Linked DNA regions of Mustela erminea: region 2 is linked to region 1. A link is a contact called in public Hi-C data. All regions are on one chromosome and are shown on one strand. Each heading gives the region's core, a stretch centred on a gene start, on an enhancer-like site or on the middle of the called end of the contact. The rest is flanking DNA. Distances are from core to core; before and after follow the strand shown. Region 1 holds the start of VCPIP1 (deubiquitinating protein VCIP135). Region 2 holds the start of CSPP1 (centrosome and spindle pole-associated protein 1).

Evidence for each region. A called contact is a pair of places that touch in the nucleus more often than the background predicts.
Region 2: a Hi-C map of spleen shows a contact between it and region 1, with 4 times the contacts expected there. The contact joins the promoter of CSPP1 here to the promoter of VCPIP1 in region 1. A contact is called at or near these places in 2 of 3 Hi-C or Micro-C datasets (skeletal muscle and spleen).

Annotation. Positions count from the first base shown.
Region 1 is chr16:18,560,072-18,566,928 of mMusErm1.Pri, forward strand. It overlaps VCPIP1 (deubiquitinating protein VCIP135), which reads right to left and starts at 3,461. Exons shown (of 3, transcript XM_032315883.1): 1 at 731-3,461. The coding sequence starts at 3,434. LOC116574897 (a long non-coding RNA gene) reads left to right here and starts at 3,716. Exons shown (of 4, transcript XR_004279540.1): 1 at 3,716-4,186.
Region 2 is chr16:18,902,444-18,909,300 of mMusErm1.Pri, forward strand. CSPP1 (centrosome and spindle pole-associated protein 1) reads left to right here and starts at 4,074. Exons shown (of 25, transcript XM_032315816.1): 1 at 4,074-4,288. The coding sequence starts at 4,275. COPS5 (COP9 signalosome complex subunit 5) reads right to left here and starts at 3,991. Exons shown (of 8, transcript XM_032315819.1): 1 at 3,527-3,991; 2 at 1,091-1,325. The coding sequence starts at 3,669.

The DNA of each region.
Region 1 (6,857 bases), core at 2,211-4,710:
TGTAATTTACATATTTGGTTGATATTTTTAATTTATGCTGAATTATTAAAAAGAAACACTTCTTAAGCAACCCCATTAACATCTACCTCTGTTTTATTTCTCATGAGTTTATAATAGCTCATTACAATCGATGGCATAGAGTCAGTAAGCATAGGAATTACTTAAACACAAATCCTAACATACAAATAAAAATGTGATGAACTGGAAAAGGAAGAGCAGGAAATGGAGGGCAGAGACTATTAGGTGGGAGTGCAGTGAGAATATAAACACCAGAAACTGCAATTCATCAAACAGGAAGTCCTGAAATCACATGACATGCAGGAAAAGAAAATTTTAAAAATAAATGAAAAGGGACAAAGTGGGCAAGCTCAATAGAGCCCGGGGAGGGGAGGGAATATTTTTAAAGGTTTTAAACAGAGGCATTATAAGGCTATAAAAAAAAAATCACAACAATAAATTATATTGAAATAATCTGGTGACAGTTAAGGGACTACTTTCACTTTCTTAAGTTATGTTGTCCTAAATATTTAATCAGTAGAGAATCATGCTAACATATATCCATTATCTGTTAAAAAAAACAAAACAAAACAAAACTGAAGAAAATAATCTCTTCCTAAACTTTATATATAATCAATTGATGACTAAATTTTTTTCCCACAAAGACAACAGAAAAACTCAATGCATTATATTCACAATTAAGAAATAACTATCTAGGTTAAAATGATCTTACCCATTAATGTTGCTAAAAGACACAAGGAGTACATTTCCTTGTCAGCTTGCTCCTGAAGTTCCTTAGATAGTTTACCAGTAACGGCAACCTCTTCTTGTCTCACAGTGTGGGCTGAGTGTGCTGCAGCAGACTGACCACCTTCTGCTTTACTTTTTAGAATCTCTATTGTAATTCTGTCACCATGCTGCAAAGGAACTGGCTCCTTTTCCATTCCTGCCTGGGGTGGCATTAACTCTTTAGGAGGAAAGCCATAGCGAATACACTGTAAATAGGGAGGAATGTTAAATTCTCTGGCTATGCTTTCTTGAAGTTCAAAAAAGGTTGTTGAAGACTTAAGTGTAACCATGGACTGTCGTCCATCATTAGTTGTTATTCGGATCTTTTTCTCCTTAGAAGTCGTTGGTGAATAGGGAGCCTTGGTAGGGGTAGCAGGTGCAGAGGATGGACCATCACGAATGGTACTAGGAGAAACAGTCCTGGGCTGACCTTTTTGTTCTTGTTTTAACTTCTCTGTTTTCCGTTTCTGCATTACAGCAGCCTGTTCCGTAATATTCTGTTGAATAGTTCTTTCAGTTTTACTCATGTTTAACTCCTCCTTGTGCAAAGTTTTCGTTTTCTGTCCAGTAAGAATAATTTTAGTTGGGAGCTGAGACTCCGACTCTTGTCCTTGTACATCTCCGACTCTTTGGGCATGAGCACCATCTATATTTACAGGAGTATAATCATCAGGATTCTTTTTGGCAGTCTGATGCAATATAGTATGGACAACTTTCTGAACCAGGATTTCACTCCCAAATTCACCTGGAAAGTGCTTGGTAACAAGTTTCATTGCAACATCATAAACATTACTATTCAAAGATGAATCACTTTCATACTGGAACCAATATACTGTTTCTCTGACCACTCTTCCACCCCATTCCAAAGTAATAGGAAAAGCTTCTGGTAGATTGTCATACTCTTTACCATCCCAAAAATGTTTGAATCCACAACCACATTTGCCACCAGTGGACCTAGAATTAGTTCTGTCCCCATCCAAATACACAATAGACCCATCTCCTCTGACCCTTCGCACAGAAGTGCCATGGCACCAATTACAAGCTGTCAGGTTACTCAACCCATAGTCTGGTACCAGAACATCTTTCACTGAATCATATGAGCAAACTAAATTGTTCAAGGGAAAGCTATAATTTTTGTCAGGCCTCAGCTGTCCATGAGTACTTTTTGCCAGGTTATACAGTTTCCCTCCTGGAGCCAACCACTCTGGAGGAACATGAAGTTCAGAAAGGGCACCACAGAGCAAACATTTGTGAAGGCGATTATCCATTACTGCTTTTTTAGCAGCTGCTGTGACTTCTTCAGGCTGAACTCCTATCACCCCAGTCCTCCTGTAGAAATACTGATGGACATCAGCAACCAAACTAGGATGGATACCATGTTTGTCCATAAAGACTTCTTCCATAGCAGCAACAAGCCTAAGCAAATACTTATCCTGCAAACTTCTGTCTCCTCCAATAACACAACCACCATCTTCCTCAAGTTTAATGTACTTTTTAATAAGGTCCTGAGGCACACCCCAAGCTTTAGGCAGCAAATTCATAGGCAATTTGGGCAAAGCAGCCCCTTTTATGCCTACCAAGGGGATATAATGGTTTCTACCAGAGCTACTCCATGCAATACAGATTGGTTTGTTCAAATGACCATCTCTCCCTGTGCACTTCTCTGCAGGGATGAGCCCAGGCAGAAAGGTGGCTGAATAATCACCAGAGCTTCTCATGCCACTGAGAGAATCTAGCAGAATAATAGGGCGATGTAATACATTGGCAAGGCCAAATATGTGGATGTTCCTCAAGCCTAAGGGAACACCTTCAGGTGGTACAAACAGAGGGTCACACTCATTGATAATGTCCTCCCATTCAGCGGCATCAATGAAGTCATGGAACAGGGCTTGATACTGGGCCAGGTGCTGCTGAAAGTGTTGTTTAAGATTCTCTCTCAAGGCGTGCCAGAAGAGCTCCCGGCCTACTAGAGCCCGGGACACAGCATGCACCAAGCAGTGTCCATCCCCATCCACGTGAACTGGAATGAGGCATTCCTGGCTTTTATTGGCCCGCTTGATGTCCTCCAGAGTGTCATGCAAATACAGGAGGCTTCCGGAGCGGTCCTTGCCGTAGCCCACCGTGTTAACGTGCTCAGGTTCGATGAGGAAGGCGCGGTCACCGAGTAAAGCGCAATCGAACAGTTCACCCTGGTTCATGTCCCGGAGAAGCTTAGCCCTGCCTGTCTGTTTATCCATTCCATAGCGAGCTAATATGGGCGACAACAATTTGCAGTGGTAGTTAGAAAGGCCCATCACCTTTACCAGTTCCGTGTTCTTCTTGGGTGCCCCTGTCACCCCGAGCAGCGCGTTCCGCAGCAGGTTGTGTAGCACTACGTCCGGGTCGGTCACCTCCTCCACCCCCAGCAGCTGTTGCTGCTCGTGCCGCTGTCCGCACTCGGTACACTCGATGCTGACAGAACCGGAGGCCGGGAAGAACAGACGCGCCTGGCACTTCGGATCCGGGCAGCTCCCGGAGAGGATTCTCCGGTCTCTCCGTTTCGAGAGCCCCCCCGGAGGAGCCGCCGCCGCCAGGGACGGCGGAGTCTGCGGAGCCTCAGGGGGAGGAGGTGGAGGCGGCAGCGGCGGCGGCGGCGGCGGCTGAGACATACCTCTCGGCTCTCGAGTCTCGCTCCGCGTCCCAAGCGACCCTCAAAGGCTCATAGCCCAGACCCCCCACCAGCCCGACTCTGTCCAGTTCAGGCCCAGGGCGAATCACTTTCCTTTCCCTACCAGCTCCTCCTCCTCCTAAGCGAAGGCGGAAGCGCCGGACGTTGTTTCTCTTCTTACTTCTCCACTGCCGTAGCCGTTGCCCCGAACGTAACGGCCACCACCCTACCCAGCACTCACACTCACTCACTCTCGCTCTCTCTCTCCCTCAGACACACAGACATACACGCCCTCACTGAGAGTGCGCAGGCGCAGCTACCGCTCTGCCCTCTGGGAATTAGAGTCTTGCAGCCTCTGTCCGGGTCGTTGAGTGCTGGGATCTTGGATCCAGAAAGAACTACAAATACCGTGAGGCCAAGCGGTTCAGCTCCCGCGGAGAGGAGGAAGAGGAAGGCAGTAGGAAGGGGGGCAGAAAGGAAGAGTGTCACTCATGTTGGCTGCCGGGAGTTGTAGTTTTAACTGGATCGCCTTTGTCGACTTTCCACTTCTGGGGCGCCAGCAAAAGAGAATGAGAGACCACATTTCCTAGGATGCCCTGCGGTGCGTTCAGCCTCACTTCCCCCGTCGGCGGAGAAGAGGATACGGGGAAGCTTGGTAAAAACAGAATTAAAGGGAATGGGTGTCGGAAGCGGAGGGTCTGAACTTCTCGACTCGTAGAAGGGGAGGGGAATGAAAGGCTCTCAGTAAAGAAGGTACAGTACATAAATGTCCAGCGATATGGCGGGCTGGTAAATTGAATGAAATGATCTAATCTAGATTGGAGATCGTAAAAGAAAAAAGGGGGAAGACAATAAATTCTCAGAGTATGTCTTAAGGTCTTTTTTTTTCTGCCACACTTCTCTGTTCTCACTCCTGCTCCTATTCCAAACCACTGAGGTCCTAAGTCCCCCCCTTTCTGTCCTTTTCCCCCCTCTCTACTGAGGGTCACTGAGGCGCCATTTGTTTCTCAGTTCCGTGTACATCTTTAAAGTTTACAGTACAAATAACAATACCTTGGATGCGTATAGAGTCGTATATACATACAAATTTTTTAATTCGATATAATTTGCTACTTACGGCACTCTCCTCAGAGAGTTATAACAGCTATCATTTACTAAGTTCTAGTATATTCCTGTCGCAGCCTTTACATACACGATATAATATGATCTTCGTAATAACCTTGTTAGAATCCACGTCCGGAAAGAAAATGACTTCCTCAGGTTTACACAGCCAGTAAGTGACTGTTAGGCATTCAGATCTACATCTGTACCCATTTTGCAGACAGGGATATAGGCAGGAAAGGTTAGACCAGTTTTATATAAAATAACTAATTTCCCATTACTATTGCTTTATAGTTTACATAATGTGTTCACATATATCATCTCATCCTCCCACCAGTCCTGTAATATGTTACCAGGTATTGTTGACTCCATTTACAGTTGTTGCAAACAGAGTAGGAGTTAAGTGACTGACTTGTCCAAAGTCAAATCACTAGTGTATCTCTGACGTAGAGAGTGCTTTTTACACTAATTACAAAAGAAAAGAGCTGTTAAGCCCAGACCTTTTGTTAAACCTCTGAGTCTCTTAGTGACTCAAGGAGTGGTAAAGATGTTTACCCTTAAGAAGGCAGCACAGCTTTATTTTATTGTGTGCTTTGAAACTGCCTCTTCATGCAAAACACATTGATACGTTAATTGAAAGCTAGTATTGTTTTAATTATTATTGTACAGTCAGCCCCTTTCACTTATTCTGGAAATTCTTGCTTTCTGAAACCTTAGATAAGTGAACTGTCTCAGAATTTCTGAAACATTTGGCACAAAACAGATAAAGCAGTGCAGTCCATGAGGTCATTTGAGTCTTCTGCCCCGCCAAGGGAATTGTTTACCTTATAGGTTTTTTGAGTAAATAGAATTTGATGCTTTGAAATGAACCATCTGTAAGACACTCCTAAAGAGTATTAGTGCTGACTTTCACCCTAATTATTGTCTACAGTTTTCTTCCAAAGAAACATGTTTGAAAGAGAAATTCTTCAAGTGTTTTTTTCTCACCCAATTCTTCCTGGTCCATGCAAAAAATGATGTTACCTTCATACAAGATAGGTAATGTTACTTAAAGGGGATAATTTTCAATAAAGTTTTTCTTAATTCATGCAGGAAAAGTTGTTTATTTCCATTCTGACAACAGTTTGGTGATCTTGGGACTGATTTTTTGTTTATAAGTTGAGAAATTAAATGTGCCCATTAAGTGGAAATCATTGTTTACTGTTACTGAGAAGTTACACCTGCAGTGAAATTTTTTTCTTCTCATACAGAATCCAATCCAAAGAATTGAATTCTGAAAGCTTCAGAGCAAATGAAAGATAATGGTAGTGTGCACACTGGCGTGCACTTTTATGTCTTGACATTACCAAGGCAGATTTTCCGTACTGATAATACATTTAACCAGTGAAATAGATTTTTTCAAATTGCATCTGAATGTGTCATTCTGAATCATACTTGGCAAAACCCTACTGAAGAAATGGGTGGCCTTGCTCTGGCTTGTCAAGCACTATCCATTTGACTAATCCATTGTCCCCATATGAAACCTTGATTAGTTAGAAACATTCTTCCCAAACTAAATCTGACATTTAAACTCTTTTGTTACTGTAGTTCTACTAGTTTTAAGAATGATTCTTTTGAGAGGAAAAAACAAAATACCCTGGCATAAAGCACAGTAGGGGGAAGGGGAGAGTTTTCAATCAATTCTGGAGTTAAATTAGGTCATTTAACCTACAAATCACTTATTTAACAAGTCTGAAGATGCGAAGTTCAGAAAGAAGAAAGCTCTCAGATAAAGGGACAATGATGGTTTGGTTTTTTTTTAATTTATTTTTTATTTATTTATTTAATTATTTTATTTATTTGTCAGAAAGAGAGAGCACAAGTAGGGGGAGCAGCAGGCAAAGGTAGAAGCAGGCTCGCCGCCGAGCAAGGAGCACGACGTGGGACTTGATCCCAGGACCCCGGGATCATGACCCAAAGTGAAGGCAGACACTTAATCAGTCGAGCCACCCAGGCATCCCAAGGGGCAATGATACTAACCATACTAAGTTCAATATGTGAATTAATCTTTTATAGGCATTTAGAAGGCATGGGTACCTGTAAAGTAAGAAAATTTTGTTAGGACAAAATATGACATGCTGTTTCTTACAAAGCCATAAAAGTGCAGAAAACTTCTAACCTGCTTATGTGAGATATACATGCTTCCTTCCTCTTCTTCCCAAATTCCATGACCTTAATTGTGTCATAACTTTCACAAGAACTTTATGAGATTCTTAATAGTTCTTGTTCTTGTCTCAGTATTCCAGATGGGGAAATGAACTGAGTCCCTGTTAGCTGCTCTGAT
Region 2 (6,857 bases), core at 2,824-5,323, 340 kb after region 1:
TAACCACTGCTTATATAATACCTATCTTACGGACATATTCTTTGCACATGTGTAGATTAAGAGAGATACACACAACAGCATACCACATACAGTGCTCTACACTCTGCTTTTTCAACTCAACACAACATCATGGGGTTTGTTCCAAGTAGATAAAGATATAACTACTTTTTAATTTTTATTTCTCTTAAAGGCAGGCTTACAGTTCATTGTATGGCTATACCATAATCTATTTAATCAGTTTTTTTTTTTAAAGATTTTATTTATTTATTTGACAGAGATCACAAGTAGGCAGAGAGGCAGGCAGAGAGAGAGGAGGAAGCAGGCTCCCCGCTGAGCAGAGAGCCCGATGTGGGGCTCGATCCCAGGACCCTGAGATCATGACCTGAGCCAAAGGCAGAGGCTTAACCCACTGAGCCACCCAGGCGCCCCTTTAATCAGTTTTATACTCAGGAACATTTAGGTCATTTCCAAATTTTTGGTTTTAAACATACATCTGATACTGAGTGTGAGAAATAATTTTTTTTTTTTTTACTGAGATATGGACGTATAACATTGTATTAGTTTGGATATACACTATGATTCAATGTGTGTATATATTGCAAAATGATCACAAGAAATGTAGTTAACATCCATCACTGCACATTAGGTACAACATTTTTCTTATGATGAAAACTTTTAAGATCTACTCTCTTGAGTATGAGTTTTTTGTTTTTGTTTTTTTTTAAAGATTTTATTTATTTATTTGACAGATAGAGATCACAAGTAGGCAGAGAGGCAGGCAGAGAGAGAGAGGAGGAAGCAGGCTCCCAGCTCAGCAGAGAGCCTGATGCGGGGCTCGAACCCAGAACCCTGAGATCATGACCCAAGCCAAAGGCAGAGGCTTAACCCACTGGGCCACCCAGGTGCCCCTTGAGTACGAGTTTAAAAAAAAAAATGCATGCTAACCTTTTACACATTTTACATAGAAATTGTTGGAAATAAAATATGAACTTTATGTAATGAGGATTGTTTTAAGTTTAGAAACTCAAGAGTTTCTTACCACGAGACTCTTAATTTAGAGTTACTGATCTTTAAGGAACAATATTTTTACCTGTTTGGCGTTTTCTATATATGCAGCCATGTACTCATATGCAGCAGCCTGAGCATTTACTCGCGTTTCAGTGCCCTCCACAGGCAAAGCAAAACTGTCCATAATGATCATAGTTTCACCGTCCACCTTTCCCAGCATCAAGCCCATCACTTCTAAGTTGCCTCCCGATCTGGCATGCATCACCATTTTCAGTAGAGCCAATGCTGAGATTTTGCAGTACTTAAAGTAATGGTGGCTACAAAACAAAAGCACAGTATAATTAACTTATATAAAACATAATTTCAAAGACAGTTTTTGTAAAGATTACAAGTAAGTATTGAAGCAATTTATAGTGATGGCAAGGGGAAAGAGTGTAGAATGTGGAAAAGAAAAAGGAAGTAGCTTTCCTGCAGGGGATTGGAAATGATAAACATGTCAGGGTCCTGCAAAATATTTCCTTTCAGGGGAAGGGAAAAGTGTGAAATAATTTTTAAAATATGCTATTCAAGTAGAAAGGAATTACATGACCAGTTCAATAGACTTTTTCTCAATTAATTTTGGAATCACCAAATCTCTCATTCTGACTCTAGTTGGATGGTTGCGCCTCAAGATTCTCAGGCCTAACTTTCTCGCCTAATGGATCCAAATGTGGTCTCTGACATCCCATCTGCTTACATTGGAGTCTACCCTGACTCCAATGAGTCTACCCTGACTCCAAAGATTATTTCTCTACACTCTGCTTTTTCACTGGCTGTAGTCTTAGAGATAACCACTTCATGTTTGTGCCTTAATTTCCTCATCTGCAAATAGGAATATTTCAAAGATTTGTTGTTAGGAGGAAATAAAGTAAGTGAAATAATGTATATAAAATGCTTAGCTTACTGCCTGACACGCACTAAAACTTTATAAGTGATAGCTGTGATTAGTTTTAGCCCATCTATAGTACTCTTGAAAAAGTGTGTTACTTTCTGTGCCATCAGCCTCAGAATTGAAAATGTAGCTCTAATATCTTTACTTCTGCTTCCATCACTGTTTCAGTTAGTCATATGTAGATGTGACTAAACTATCTTGAATAAAATTACAACTTCCGTGTCACTGATGCAGCCCAGGAGAGCTAGGATGAATATATTTAAGCCACAATCAGAGAGTAAAGCAAGCAGATAGTGTTCAAATATTTAATAGGCTATAGCAACCTTAAATGTATAATGTTATAAAAGTAAGCAGACAGCACTTTTTAATAATGTGGTCAGTCAATGTCTCTGAGAAGCCCCTACCACACCCCCCCAACTTTTTTTCCCCTGAGAAGCCTTTTTAATATGTCTGCCCACAGATTTCAGTCACAAGTGAGAAATATGGAGACCTGGTATTGGGAGTCAAGACATGAATTAAAATCTTGGCTCCTTCATTTATTGGGAAAAAGAAAAAAAAGATAGTTATTGTGCTCCCCTTACATACATTGTAGGCCCTTTAAAATATATTATCTCATCTAATCTTTATGATATTACCAATAGATAGGTCTTAATTCCTTTTTATAGATAAAAAATGAAGATACACAAATTTCCTAGGGCCAGTCAACTAACTAGTGACAGTCATGAGGTTTGACTTCAGTCTGTTATTCACTTAAAAGTCCATTGCCTCAGTCTGATGATGAAATAAGTTACTTACATTTACTTGTTTCTTATTTGCAAGAAAAGGAATGAAAATACAGTACGATTGTCATGCAAATTAAATAACACTTGGGAATTCCTAGCTCAGTGCTCAGCCCATATTAAATACTTGATAAACATGCTGTCCTTGCTACCTCCCATTTCTACTTTCTACTCTCTCCCTCACACAATCTGCTGTGGGTAAATAGTCCTTGACTTGTCATTACTCCCAGAGAAAAGGGGCTTTTGCTAAGGAGCAAAGAGCTTTAAACTCTACGGATAAAATTCCTAGCTCTTGAGATCTGGTGGAGTAACGTTTTGGGAGACTAGGTGGAGCCTCGTTTCTGAAACAGTTATCAGCAGTCAACAATGGATTATAGAGCTCTGAAAGATGGCTCACAGTCATTTTAGACACCCCTGGGCTGATCTGGTTTTTAAAGACAGGTGCAGTCTCCAGTCTGAGATAAACTGAAGGTCCCAGCAAGGTGTAAATCGACACAAGACTTAAAGCAGGGTGTGTGGCATATATATGACAATACAGATAATAAGAAATGAGATGATACTCGCTTGTCCTTTTCCTCTTACATCCTCTGAAATCAAATGGGTTAAAGAGACAGGGGAGTTGAAGCAAGCCCCGAGAGGGGTTTTGGCTCTACCTGAGGAGACAAAAGGACCAAAATTTCTCAGGGGCATATTCTTCTCCCTGCCCATGAAAACAAACTCTCCACCCTCTGCAACTCCCACTCCCCCTGGGTGTCCTAAACTCCCGCCGCCCCTTCCCTCCCCTGCGTCTCGCCAGGGACCTCCTCACTCCTTAGTCCAGGGCTTCGCCGCCAGTATTTCTTGCTGTTGTTTCTTGTCGTATTTGTAGATTTCATCGATACTCTGGGCTTCCTGCATGTTGTTGGCCAATTCCCAGGTTTTCTGAGCCATACCACTCCCGGACGCCGCCATTGCCGAGGAATCGGAGAAGTTGTCGCCTCCACAACCGAGACGCAACTTTACCTCACTAGGTTCCCGGGTGTGGGCTTCGGACCCTTCCCACCACAGGTACAAACTCGTACTAGTCTCTCGAGGCAGCCATGACACCTAGAACCGGAGGTGAAGTCGGTACAGACCATTCGGGGATGGAGGGAACGCTTTCGGGATGCCACGATATAAACAGCGGTTACATAATAGAGACAGAGAAGTCTTCCTGTGGCTGAAATGAGAACGCACTGTCGTAGAAAATCACATGTGTGAATTAGGACAAACACAATAATTGGGTATGAGAATGGTATAGCCTTCCCCGCCGGAAGAAGGGCATGTTACCGTTATGCCAGAAACTGGAACGGGTCCTCTTTGTTCGTACTGCGCAGGCTCGGCCTCCGCCATATTAAAAACGGATAGATCCTTAGGCTGTGTTGAGGAGAAAAAGCTTGTTTTTTATGTGGATGTAGACATCTTAAATGTTTGTTAAAAGCCCAAACAATAAGGATGTCTGTGAGAAACTCGAGATATAAGTAGTTCTGGACGCTAGTTGAGACGAAGATAAACGTGGTATCCTTGTTTACTTCCAGATGAGTCACTGCACGTGCGTAAAATTCTGTAGCTTGGTTTGGCACTACGCTTCGCTAGCGGGGAGTTCTCTGACATTCCAAGGAAGCTGTGGAAACTCGTGGAAGGCTATGATGGTGTCTTTTGTCATGTTTGTAAAAGTTAACATCTATATAAGCTATTAGTGTTCCGAAAAAAACAGTACTCCATTCTTAAAATTAGTTTACGATTTAATCTTCAGCATAACTCTGCGATACCTCTTCCTGTCCCCAAGTCCAAATTAATCTCACCAACTTGTTTTCTACCCACAGTTAGTGAAATGTTTAATTACTTTGCTTATTTCCTTATTTTAGATGTTTTTTTCTTCCCCTCCATTCTCCCAACTCCACACTAGATTCTAAGCCCAAAACCCAGGAACCAGTTCTGTGTTCCTTGTTTATTCCTGACACCCAACACAGATGGTCAATAGTTTTTTTGTTTGTTTGGTTTTTGGCCTGGAGTGGAGGAGGGAGGGGAAGAGTAGCATCACAGCTCACCTTTCCAACTTCATCTTAAATCACCCTGAAACTTTGGATGTGTGGACATCGTTGCTTAACTACTCTCCCCTGGTGGCTGTGTTGTTTTGTTTTTTGCTTGGGAGCTGAAATTAATCTAAAAACACAGCTCAGTGATCTCTATCTTGAAATCGTTCTTGACTTCCTCCACTCTCCAATAATGATTCCTTTCAGGTGTCTTTAAATGTCTGTAGGTGCTTCTATAACTGTTACATGGCATTGTACTTATGTATTTGTTTGCTTGGAATTTTTTCTTCCCACTGTAAGCTTCAGAGCTCAGGACGCTCCTCTGAGTTGTGTCCTCCCCTTATAGTACTGTGTATGGCAAATAGTTAAAATAAAAACATTAGAATTAGCGAATCTACACTCCTTCCTGCAGTTTTGACATTAACTTCCATTTGAAGAAAATTTGTTTTTAAAACCCTCTTACAAAGTAATTTAGGATAAAGTATTCTCAGTTCCACTCTCTTGGGAAGCTAGAGATCTCTTTTCTAGAGGTGGCACATGGCCGCTCTGTATTGGAGTGAGTCGCTGTCTGCCATTCTATCTGCCTGTGCTCGCTCTCTCTCCCTCTCTCTCTGAAGAATAAATAAAATCTTTAAAAAAAAAAAAAAAAAATTAGTTATAAAAGCCCAGGACAAACGTTGACCAGACTTCTTGGAGAGGAAAAATACGCAGGAGAGGTGTATGCCAAAACTTTTTCTCTCACTGCCACCCCTACCCTTTATTCTTTCCACGCCGTCTGTGGCTTGGAAGGTTTGGAGGGGCTAGAGTCGATTTAGCTTGGGAAGAATTTCCCAGGATTTAACTTGAGAACCGGTGAGCGTGCTTTGCGGCCTCCGGGACGGCAGGGGGCGCTCCGACTACGCAACCTTACACCCGGCCTAGTGGGGGCGGGGTCGCATTCGTCCGTTGGGGAAGGGCGGGCGGAGGGCTCGGCTTTAGAGGCGGAGTCGGGGCTACTCGGCTTGTCACAGTATTCCGGTGCTGGGCTGCCATCGCTCTCTGTTCTGCCCGCGAAGAGCTTCTCTAGGGCGCTGTGCGTCTTCCCCAACGCAAGCCCGCTCTCCCGAGTAACCCAAGTCAACCACTGGTAGGAAGCGGGCCTGGCGGGGTGTGGTCGGGGGGAGGTGGTGTCCCAGGGTTGGGTTCGCGGCCCCGGGGCGGGAGCAGGGGCAGGGGCAGGGGTAGGGGCTGGGGCTCCCCAGAGGTGGAGGTCTCACGGCTGCCACGCTGGCTGCGGAGCCGGGCTCGCGGGGTTTGAGAGGGCTAGGGTTCTCTGCTAGGTGAGGTCTCGCAGACGCCGGGCTAGGGGCGGTGCCCGACTTACAGGGTTGAGGTCGGTATCTCAGATACAGGATCCTGGTCGGGGTTTCGCAGCAGTTCGGCCGGGGACGTGGGTTCCGGGGGTTTCGCTGCTGCTTGGTGGCTCGGGGACGGTGCCTCAGTTACGCGGTCTGGACTCCGGGGCCCCGGCAGCCACCGCAGCCTTGGGTGCTGTGGAGACCCGGTTGCCTGACGACGCGTTGACGCTTCTTAACGGGGCCGCCACCCACAGCTCCCGCGTGCCTTCCCTCCCCAACAGCCGGCTCTCCGCTGCTGGGCTAAGCCTTCTGGAGCACTTTTCCTTTACTGGGTGCTGGGTAATGGTTAACGTTTATAGAGTGTCCGCTCGACGCGGTTCTCAACGCTTTGCTTTTTTTGCAAGTGAAATTTATTCAATCAGCACAGCGCTGTGAAGTTGGTGCTGTTAATGCTCTGTTTTCCTTAAGCTCGAATCTCTTCTAATTGCCTTCATTTTATGATTGGTGTCTGGAATTGGGATCCAGTTTTCAGTAAACGGGGGACTCATTTCTTGAGAGCAGTGGGACTCATTTCTGGAGGGAAGCTGGCTCTCAGATTATGGGATTCAAAAGTTTACCTTCACTTTCGGCAAACAAACCAACAGTTTCCAAACACCTCGGAAAATGCTAAGAACCTAATAGCAACCCATATAGGTTTGCAAAAAGCCATATATCCTCAGAGGGGTTCCATTTTATATGAAGGAATGGT